2 separate regions of the Hordeum vulgare genome follow, and region 2 is linked to region 1. Evidence: chromatin contacts called from public Hi-C data. All regions are on one chromosome and are shown on one strand. The core of a region is the stretch at or near the end of the contact, and the rest is flanking DNA. Distances in the headings are between cores, read along the strand shown. Region 1 holds the start of LOC123448797 (pentatricopeptide repeat-containing protein At1g08070, chloroplastic-like). Region 2 holds the start of LOC123448798 (protein REDUCED WALL ACETYLATION 1-like).

Region 1 (5,688 bases), core at 1,540-4,039:
GGGCTGCGGGTGCTCTAGCTGTTGGATCGAGGCATGGCTCGATGCAGGAGGTGGCTGATGTGCTCAGTGGTTGGCTGCAGGAGGATCAACGATGGATGGATGGATTTGGCTGGCTGGCTTCGACTTGCTGCAGTGGATCTGGGGGGATTGGCTGGATGGGAAATACTAGGTGGGGTGGCGGCGCTGGATGGGACAAGGGAAGATCCCTAGGTTTTGGTCTTACTGGGCTAAGTGGATCCATATATAGTAAATGGGTTTAGGTCCAGGGGCTATTTGGACCCTCCAACTTAAATTGGACGGTCGAAAATAACTAGGTTAAGGGTCCAATGAACAAACCGACGACGGCTTGCAGTAAAACGGGGTTGATCTGGACTCAATGGTCACAACCGCCCTGTTCGGGTTCCGGGAGGTTTCTGGACTAGGTTGCGGGCAGGTCGGTGCATTGTGCAGAGGGGCTAGGCGGGGATGAGAGGGAAAATGAGCAACCGGCGACATAGTTTAAAATACCGAAACGCTCGCGATTAGACTAGCTATAGTGTCGCTATAGGTTTAACGGTTGGGGTATCAAACAAACTCCGATTGCGACAAAAATTGACAGGCGGCATACCTACACTATATTAAGACCGCAAGCCAATTTCAACCCAATCCGAGAATATTTTATACACACTTTTAAAAACAAGTATATTATCGATGCCGCGGGCGCGTGCGTGTGTGGTTGGTCTCGAAACGGTCAATGACGAAAACGGAGAGAACCGACAAGTAATAACTGATGCAAGTTTTGAAAATTGACGGCAACGAAGTGCTGATGCAATGCGGATGATGCGCATGATGCAATGATGAATGCGACAAACAAATAATTAACACGACGACAACAGAATAAAAGGAGAATCTTGTGGAGCATCGGTCTCGGGCTGTTAGAGGACAGTCCACCAAGTAAGATTTGACCCACCCCGAACCACTTTTTTTTTCTTTATTCTTTTTTCTCTCTCTTTGCATCTCCGTCATTCATATATGTAAACAAACATATAGAGAAAAAATGAGGTTGCATGCACGGGCAATGAGCATTTGAAGTGTTCCGGACGTAGACATATAGAGTGTTAAATTTATTCAGATCAATTGTAGATGCTCTAATATAACGTTGTAGCTAAAACACCTAGCAGGCTAGAATTAGATTTTGCGACTCATCTTACAACTACATTGCACACATTACGGTGCTAAAACAAGTACCGATGCTCTCTTTTGCTAATTCAAATATTTTGTATGTTGTTCTTAAATTCCAAGCAACTTATTTTTCACATTTAATGTTCATATTTCATATCATCATATATTCATAAAATAAATCAGTTTTATAATATAAAAATGGACGGACGTGACAACATGCCTGAATGGCTGAGTCTTGTGTGTTGACTATCCATTGGTCTTTTTTGAGTGTCACAGTAAAAGCATTGCTAAATTCGTGGTATAAAGAAGGATTGATTCAGTTTATAAGAAAAATCAGACTAAAAAACATATAAAAGTTGCCAACCGGCTTACAACGCACAACCACATGCACAACAACAAGGACAAACCTTGCCTAAACTTTGTCAAGATGGCGAGAGGTGATGACGCAGAGCCACAAGACCGCATCACAACCGTAGCAAACAACTTAAAGTATAAACTAAACTCCAGGCAATCACGTGTCAGCGTACAACCCATCCATGTCGACGAAGAAAGTGACGAGTGGACAGCAGGACCCGACTGGACCTGAGGTAAGCGTCGTCGAAGAGATGCCGCATCAGTGTACATTGAGCCTTAGGGGCCCACACTCTAGGAGGAGGCCAACTCTAGCACTAAACACTGTAGTGGGACTCCGCGAGCACCCCGAACAGTGCCTCCAAGAAGGTAACGACGCCATAGCGTCGTCAGAGCAACTTTAATGGGGCGGCCCATTTCGTCCGCCGCCGTCCGTTTGGGTCGGCGCGGACAAAAATGATGGCCCAACGCGCCGACCCATTGTCAAAATGCGTCCGCTTCGCGTCCGCGCCGACCCATTTCCGGCCTAAATTTGGAACTGAAATGCGCCAACACGGACGCGAAGCGGACGCGCGCGCCCCCTTTGTGTCCGCCCCCAACCACCGCGGTCAATATAATTTATGACGGCCGCCATCCTCGGGCCCACGCGTCGGCGACCGCGGCCGGTCTTTTTTAATCCGAGCGTGCGGTGGGTTCCGCCATCTGCTTTCAGAAGCCCGCCCGTCCACATCTCGTCACCCCTTTGTTTCCTCATCGACGACCCAGCAGCCATGGACAACGGCGACAACAGCGTCGTCTATTCTAGTGCGATGCTGTCAGAGGAGGTCGCCTACCTGCAGGCTACGAGGGCGATGCACCTGGCGCACTAGCGCGCCCGTGCTACGCCCGGCTTCTTCTCGAACACCCTCGTTGTCCGCGCCAGTGCGCTTCTTCCACAGGAGGCGTCTACCTTAAAGCTCAGATGGCGATGCAACAGGCGCGCGAGCGTGCCCGTGCTGTTGCGCCACCGCCGACACCAGCACTACCCGCGCTGGCGGAGCCCGTCCCCGCTCCGGCACATCCCGACCTCGACGCCGCTGCCGAGGACGCCTAGGTTTTTTTCTTCTTATTTTTCATTAATAATGTAACGCGTGGACTCTCGTCGGCCTTCGTGGCCGGCTTTTTTAATATTTAAACGGTCATTTTCGTTAATATTATGCATGTTTGATGCACGTCAACAAAAATGGGTCGAGCCAGCGTTGGGCACATGCGTCGACCGAAACATCGAAGCGGACGTTCGTGTCCGCCTGACTGACTCAAACGATAAAAGTCGAACAAAATCGCCATCTGTTTGGATCGACCCGTTGAAATTGCTCTCACTGTCTGAACCAACTTGCCGGATTTCCCCCGTTGCAGGGAAGAAGGATAATAAGGAACAGCATCGGAGTAGTTCGGTCTGGAGTAGTTCGGTTTTGGTTGGGCTGCACAGTACAGCAACACAGACTGAAGAAAGGGAGGGAGAAAAATCAACTGACCCAAATTACTTTTTCAGACAACTGACAAATAGCCTACGCGCAAAGAAGTCCTAACCTGCAGCTGGTGGCGCTTGCCGCCGTAGCGCCGGCCATGCTCACGGTGTCTCTCCTAGACGCGCAACTCGCTCGGTGCTCCTCCGTGCGCCATCTCCTCCAGATTCACGGCCAGTTCATCGCCTCCGGCCTCCTCGCCGATGCCTTCGCCGCCAGCCGCCTCCTCCTCTTCACCTCCGCTACCCGCCTCCTCCCCTTCCCAATCCACCATTCGTTCCGCCTCCTCCGACTCGTCCGCTGCCCCAACGCCTTCTCCTGCAATACGCTCCTCAAGGCGGCCCTGCTCGCCGGGATGCCGCACCTCTGCCTACCACTCTACACCTCCCTGCCGGCGTCCCCCGACACCTACACCCACCCCATCCTCGCCGCCGCCTGCGCCGCCAGGAGGGACGTAAGTGAAGGCAGGCAGGTGCAGTCACACGCTATCAGGCACGGGTTTGGTGACGATTTGTACCTCAGGAACGCCCTGATGCATATGTACTCTGTTTGCGGCTGCCTCTGGGACGCACGCAGGGTGTTCGACGCAGGGCCTGTGTGGGACGCTGTTTCGTGGAACACCATCCTGGCTGCGTACGTGCATGCAGGGGACGTTGATCAGGCGGTTGGGGTGTTTGCACGGATGCCAAAGCGGAATGCCACAGCGGTGAGCTCCATGGTGTCATTGTTTGGGAGGAGGGGTATGGTGGAAGAGGCAAGAGGGGTGTTTGACGAGGCTGAGTGCAGGGATATTTTCACGTGGACTGCCATGATTTCATGCTTTGAGCGGAACGACATGTTTGCGGAGGCGTTGCACATGTTCTCATGCATGCGTCGAGAGATGTGGCCTGTGGATGAGGCGCTGATGGTCAGTGTAGTGGCCGCTTGTGCACAGTCGGAAGTGATTCGAAATGGGGAACTGTGCCATGGACTGGTTATCAGGGCTGGCCTTTGTTCACTGCTAAATATTCAGAATGTTCTGATCCACATGTACTCATGTTGCCTGGATGTTGTTGCAGCACGGAGGTTGTTTGACAGCGGTGACTGCTTGGACCAGTTCTCCTGGAACTCGATGATAGCAGGCTATCTAAAGAATGGTCATGTCGAAAATGCAATGACATTGTTCAGTGCAATGCCTGACAAGGACAATGTTTCTTGGAGTACAATGATCTCTGGCTGTGTGCAGAATAACCAATCCTCACATGCGCTCACTGTCTTTGATAACATGCGAGCCCAGGGAGTCAGGCCCGACGAGGTTACTATTGTTAGTGTTATATCTGCATGCACTAATCTGTCTGCTTTGGAGAAAGGAAAGTCAGTGCATGATTACGTAAGGCAAAACAAATGTTACATCACTCTTGTACTTGGGACTAGCCTCATTGACATGTACATGAAGTGTGGATACTTGGAAGCTGCAATGGACGTCTTCAACATAATGGAAGAAAAGGGAGCACCTTGCTGGAATGCTGTCATTGTAGGGTTGGCCATGAACGGCCTTGTGACGAAATCCCTTGAGATTTTCTCAGAGATGGAAGCATCCAGCACTGCCATCCCGAATGAGATAACTTTCACCGGAGTTTTGAGTGCTTGCAGACATGCCGGCCTAGTTGAGGAGGGCCGCCACTTCTTCAAATTGATGCAACACAAGTACCAAATTGTGCCAAACATCAGACACTATGGATGCATGGTTGATCTTCTTGGACGTGCTGGATATGTTAAGGAGGCTGAGGATCTGATTGAGAGCATGCCCATGTCACCTGATGTTCCAGCATGGGGTGCATTGCTTGGTGCCTGCTGGAAGCATGGTGAAAATGAGGTCGGAGAAAGGGTGGGCAGGAAGCTTGTCAATCTGGATCCTCGCCATGACGGGTTTCAAACTATGTTATCTAACATATATGCTAAAGAAGGGATGTGGCAATCAGTAAATGACCTAAGGGACTCCATGAAGCAACGACATGTCCCAAAAGTTTCAGGATATAGTGTTGTTGAAATGTCTCATTCTTGAGGTTCTAGCAGTCGATCGCACCTGAAATGAAAATCTTTAGATAGGTCCAAGTTGAAGCCTTACAAGGTCATGAACGGATCTTTACTTCTGTGGTTTGTGTCCCTATCATCGTGTGTATTTTGATAAGCCTGTTTTTCACTTCGTGTTTCCTCTATCTATGTTTGCAGATTTCAAATAAAATATTCACATGGCATCAGCGACCAAATTATTGATCTTTTGAACTTTTACCAGAGGTCAGGCAGAACTTCCTTTCATTCCTTGTTTCTTTCCATGATAATCCATCCGTCTGGAATACTGAACATGGATCAACACACGCGATAGTCAGGGTTTCCTTTTATTTTTATTAGTCGTGAACCATGGTGCAAGCGAATGAATATCTTTCTCAAATGTCAATGCATGCTAAAGTTACCAGGGTAAGTATAAAAAGAAGATATAACGGGGATCATGATGATGGAAGAAGAAAGGAAGAGCAAGGATAAACTAACAATGGGGGTGGAAAGGTGATACAGAAAAAAAAGGCTTGTAATTCTTTTATCGTCTGAACAACATGTATAAGAAATGCTCAGATAAAGATTTGCGGGTATTTTTTTCTTCATAACAGGGCTATATGTAGGCTAATTACTTTCC
Region 2 (5,688 bases), core at 1,265-3,764, 420 kb before region 1:
CTATTCAAATATAGTATAGATTTTCCAGTGAATGTGGACTTATCTTGGTGGATCTTGAAGGAAGTAATAGCTGCTACGATGATAAGAAGAAAATAGAGGAAAAGGAAGAGATCTCGGCTGTAATTCTGTAGATACCAAAAAAAAAAAGTTATCCAATTGAAAATAGCAAATTGTGCACACACCTTCTATGCAGCTTCTAGTATTTTGCATTAATTTGAATAAGTGAGAAAAGCTGACATGTTCTAAGAATCTGATTTTTTACCAGTATGTTACATAAGGACATCAAAGTTTAGCATAAGATTCTACAGAAAAACAACATACTAAAGCATCAGGAGACCAAGAATCTGAAGGCCATTTACAATAGATAATAATGTCATATAACTATACATTCAGATGGTGTTTAAATGTGGGCATACATTTCTAGTAAGTATCTGCATAATAGTACCTTTCCAGATTCCCCGAATATATTTGTGCGGTCACATATGTAAAAGTAAAGTAGATGGCCTCCAAGCTCAGATCTGATAGACCAATAGCAAGCCGGTCAGCAGAATAATGCAACTGGACAAGTATCAACAAATACAGAATGCAATTAGATTACATTGCCCTCAGTGTCAATCGATGCTCCAGAAGAAGTGTCTGGTCCATACAGAAAAGTCTGTGGAACCAACCAAGTCAGTGCATTTGAATCTTGATATCTTAAACAATCATTTATTATGCCATCGAGAATTATAGTTCACAAGCAACCTGAGCATCTGTGATGTGAAAGAAGCATAAACTGGCTTTGCACCAGCTACTTGACCACCCTCCTCCAGTAACATTGTTTGATCCTCTCCTTTGTTTGAGCTACTATCCATATCTGATAAATTGATGTCCGAGTGTCTACTGACAAAGAGAACGAAACATTAATTCGGATAAGAGTCCTTCTAGAAAGTAGTGTTTCATGAAAACCAACATGTAATGGTGCCAATACTAAGATGGAAGAACAAAATAGATCAACCCCAGAAAAAGTAAGTTACATTGAGCTATGGACCAATGTACTTGCAGCATAAGCAGAGATTTCTGCTCAGAGACCACATTCCAAGGGGAGATACCACTTAGCAGCATTCCCATGATCAAAATAGAATTTACTCACGTTTTAAGTGAAGCAGCATTCTTCCTATGAAAGAGAACCTCCGCATACACCCAGGCCGCAAGAACCCAAAGAAATCCCAGAAAAGCAGAAAGCTGGGATGAAGTACAAAACAAGTTCTGTCAGTTCCAATGATCGATGTCCCAAAAAATAAATAAGTTATAGTATCTGCAATAAAAGATATAACTTCATGGGGGGATAATAGCATCACTATGCATACTTAGTTAGGGGGAGTTACAAAAAGCCTTCTAGACATGCTGTTTAAACTTCAGCCCTTGTACTATTGCAATCCACAATACTCTAGAGTTTTGCATACTAATTAATTGGCCCACTGAACCTCACACCGGTTACTAAACTCAAGGAACAATCATGTATAGAAAACAAGCACATCAACATTCAATCCAATAGACTGAATAGTGAAACCTATAAAGTGGGTTAGCATACACTCACTGAATCACTAGTATGAGCATATATTCACCAAGAATACAACAGAGAAATCCATGCTGATCTTAATGGCTATCTTAACATCTGATGTCTCCAGATCTACATCCCTCATCCATCAATGTGTTCGTACAGCTTAAAAATCCAACCCAGATTAAATACTACCATTCCAAGACACACATCAGTAATCTGTCCTGAATGAGGTTAACTGGTTCCCCTCCAATCAGAATAGCACTAAATCCTGACCTACGGGCAATACTTGCACATTGACAACAATAACCAACCAAGCGCGAGCGCAACACAGTCAGCAACCATTTCACTGACCACAATCCTGAGTGAGGTTAACTGGTTCCCCTTCAATCAGAATAGCACTAAATCCTAACCTACGGGCAATACTTGCACATTGACAACAATAACCAACCAAGCGCGAGCGCAACACAGCCAGCAACCATTTCACTGACCAATCTCGGAATCCGTCAAATAAGACAAAGCACGGCTGAATCCCATGAGGAAATTCTACAACCATGCCATCTCCAGCACTTCTTTTCAACCACCTAGATAGAAAGCGCACCCTGCAGTCTTGTGCCCCCCCCCCCCCCCCCCAAAACCACCACCACCACCACCCCTAAAATCCCCGCCATCACCACTCCAGCCCCGCGCCAATCGCCTCCAAGCTCCAGCAAGCACCCAAGGAATCCGCATGGAGCAGCAATGCCGCACCGACACCGGATCGAGGAGCGATTTAGGGCTCACCTGGCCGGGCGTGAAAGAGGTCGAGGCCGCCATGGCGAGCCCACCCGCGGACGCGAGCGCCTCCGCCATTTCTACAGCATCCGCCAAGCTTTGGCGCTGGGATCCAAACGCGAATCGGAGGAGAAGGGGGCAAAAATTAGGTAACCGAGAGAAAATAAGCGCGGCTTTGCGTGAGAGCAAAAAGGCCTCTCCGGTTTAAAGCGGACGGCGAGGTGGGAACGAGGATGGATGGAGGTACGCGTGATACGACGGACGGAGAGTCGCGCAGACACTGCATGCGGGGCCACCGGCGATGGACAACGGGACCCACAGTCGGTGCGATTTGCAAGTGACAGTCTAACTGAAAGAGTTAGGTTAGATTTAGGTGGGAAAGATTTCTCGTCTTTTTTTTTCTCCGGCTACCTAAAAATTAACTTCCAAGGTGTAATAGATGGGTGAGCATCACCTCTAGGTGCTACTAGCAAAAAGACCCGTGCGTTGCAACGGGAGAAAAAAAATATTATAATCTCCAATGATGATGATCACATTATGTTCACACATCATCACTTGATTTTAAAATTTTATGCATAAAAACAAGAAAATATTTCTTCTTTTAAATTTATTCACAAGTTGAAGCAAGCTTTACATTTTAAAGAAAATATATCATGGTTGTACAAAATCTTGGTAATTGAAAGAATTATTCTGAATTTCAAGAATGTTTTATAGAAAACATGCAATAATAATCCGATCCACCCGGCACAAACATTTACAAAAAATCATGTTTTTTTTATTTTAAACGGGTTTTAAGTATTTTATTTTGAATTGGTGAACAATTCTAGCATAGACGAACATATTTTCTGAACTTGAAGGATTTTTTTAAAATTCACAAACATTTTCTGAAGCGCATGAAATTTTTCTGAATAAACAAATATTTTTATAAATCAGTAATCTATTTTCTAAATTCACGGACATTGTTTTTAATATGTGAAAATTCAAGGTATTTACACCTCAAAGAAGCATCGGAGGAACAAAATAGAAGTATATCGCAGGACTAACAATTTGATGGCCTACATGATTCACAATGTTAAAAAAACCTGCATGATGATTCACATCATTAACTTGCGTGCAACAGGAGATACGTACGTATAATATCGTAAAAGTTAGGGTTTGTTCTGTAAAATGCGGACAAAACGGATTGCGGGTTGATTTCATGAAAACAGGAAGGTCTTTTTGCAAGACAACAAAAAAAGGTTCGTGCTTGTCACTTATATCCGGACTACGGGTTGATTTGTGGAAAACGCAAGGGTTTTTCTGCAAAATGACCGACGACGTACGGCAGAAGCGCTACGCGTTTTATTATTAGGGGAGAAGAGCAACTTCAACGGGCGACCCAAAATGGACGACGATTTTGTCCGTTTGGGTCGGTCAGACGAAAATGAACGTCCCCTTCCGCGTTTGGGTCGACGCATGCGCCCAACGCTGGTCCAACCTATTTTGTCGGCGCGAGAAAAAAAAAAGAATACACGCATATTTAAAATAAAAACAACATTAATTAAACATTAAAGCCGGTCACGAAGGCCGGCGAGAGTCCACTCGTCCACATTTGCATTTAAAAAAAATAAAAAACAAACTAAACTACGAGGCGTCGCGCTGCCCTAGGCGTCGTCATCGTCCTCCTCGGGGTCCGTGAGGTCGATGAGCGTCGGCCCAGGGCCGGCCTAGGGAAACGTCGTGTTCCAGAGGGCGTTCATGTCGGGCGCGGGCTGTGCCGCCGCGGCCTGGCGCGCCTCCTCCTCGGCCTCGCGCTCGAGCATCTCGAGGTACTCGCCGTGGTAGCGCTCCTCAGCCAGTCGTTGCTGGCGCCAATGTTCGAGGTACGCCGCCTCCTGCGCCGGCGTCGCCCCAACCCAGACCGGTGGCGCGCTGACCCACTCGCGCAATACTCCCGTCCAGGAGTAGCACTCGATGGGGGACGACTCCGGCTCCGGCTCGGCTTTGACAAGGGACGGCGGGGTCACCGGCGGCAGGACGCAGTCGCCTGCCGCGGAGAGGGCCATGGCGTGCGCCATGGCCGCCTCCTCTTGCTCGGCCGCCGCCGCCCTACGCCGCTCGTCCACCTTGCTCTCCCGGTAGACCACCGCAAGGGCCGTCTGGTCCTCCTCGCGGACGACGAGCGGGGGCGGTGGCACGGTGCGGTCGACTTCGTGAACGTTGCGTCACCTAGCGCTCCTCGTGCTCGAAGGCGAACTAGCTAGCCCAGTTGGGCGACTCGGTTGCGTAGGCGGGGTCACGGCGTTGCTCCGGCGTTAGGAGCGCCTGCCGACGCCGCACCTCCTCCTCATGCGCCCTAGCCGACCACGGCGCCGCCGGCACTGGGATCCTCTCTGAATCCAGGTGCAAGTCGTGCGGCAGGGTGGCATCGAGGTATGGGACGGGCATGCGGTACTACCAGTGCCACTCCGTCTGGTGCAGTGGCACGTTGACGTGCTACCTCAGCCGGCGAGCTCACGTCGGCGGAGGCGGAAGGAACTCCGAGGGAAAAGGAATGGAATGGCGGGGGACTTTCCCTTGGCCTTGCTGCTACCGGCACGGGAGAAGAGCACCATCTGGCACGGCTGGGGTGGCTAGGGCTTGCTGGCGACGGGGGAGCGAGTGTGGCTAGATGGGCACGGGGGCTCGCTGGAAGCGGATGAGGACGGCCCCGCCGCACGGTCGGCTTAGAAAAGGACAACCGTCGTCGTTGACGCATGGGCCCAAGGTCATAAATTAAGCTGACCAGGTAGGTCGCGGGCAGTTGGACGACCACCAGGTGGGGACGCGATGGACACCGAGAAGGCGCATGTGGCGTCCGTTCCGCGTCCGCGGCGACGCATTTGGGGCGCAAATTTGGGCCGCAAATGCGTCCGCGCGACGCGAAGCGGACTCGATTTGGGTTTGGGTCGACGCGTTGGGCCTCCTCTTTTGTTCGTGCCGACCCAAACGGACGGCGGCGGACGAAATGGGTCGCACCATTGGAGTTGCTCTACGGGCCTCTTCAACGACTCGCAAATTTCCTCCGGTGTCTTTCCCCGGACATGGACCAGTAGACATTGATGCAGAAGGCGGTAATTCAATGTTGTTCGCATACATTTTAAACAGTTTTTTAACAAATTGGATGAAGTTCATGCAAACGCATTGGATTTCATATAAACCAAACAAAATTCATTACAATTTTGGCATATACTTTAAGTAAAGTGGGTAAAACTTGTTGGAAATATACAGTAGAGTATGCCTGGCCATCTTTGGCCCGGCCCGAAAATCCAGGGCCTAGGCCCGACGGGCTTGCCCGTGCGCCGGGCTTAGGCTTGAGTTTTGAGCCCACGAGTAGGGTCGGGCTAGGCTTGGGC

What was found. A called contact is a pair of places that touch in the nucleus more often than the background predicts.
Region 2: a contact with region 1 is called in a Hi-C map of leaf, with 6 times the contacts expected there. The contact joins the promoter of LOC123448798 here to the promoter of LOC123448797 in region 1. A contact is called at or near these places in 3 of 6 Hi-C or Micro-C datasets (leaf and seedling).

What each region holds. Positions count from the first base shown.
Region 1 is chr4H:419,178,637-419,184,324 of MorexV3_pseudomolecules_assembly, reverse strand. It overlaps LOC123448797 (pentatricopeptide repeat-containing protein At1g08070, chloroplastic-like), which reads left to right and starts at 2,789. Exons shown (of 6, transcript XM_045125814.1): 1 at 2,789-5,127; 2 at 5,229-5,294. The coding sequence starts at 3,118. The coding sequence ends at 5,061.
Region 2 is chr4H:419,594,359-419,600,046 of MorexV3_pseudomolecules_assembly, reverse strand. LOC123448798 (protein REDUCED WALL ACETYLATION 1-like) reads right to left here and starts at 2,514. Exons shown (of 15, transcript XM_045125816.1): 1 at 2,324-2,514; 2 at 1,133-1,224; 3 at 745-879; 4 at 599-655; 5 at 446-518; 6 at 1-125. The coding sequence starts at 2,392.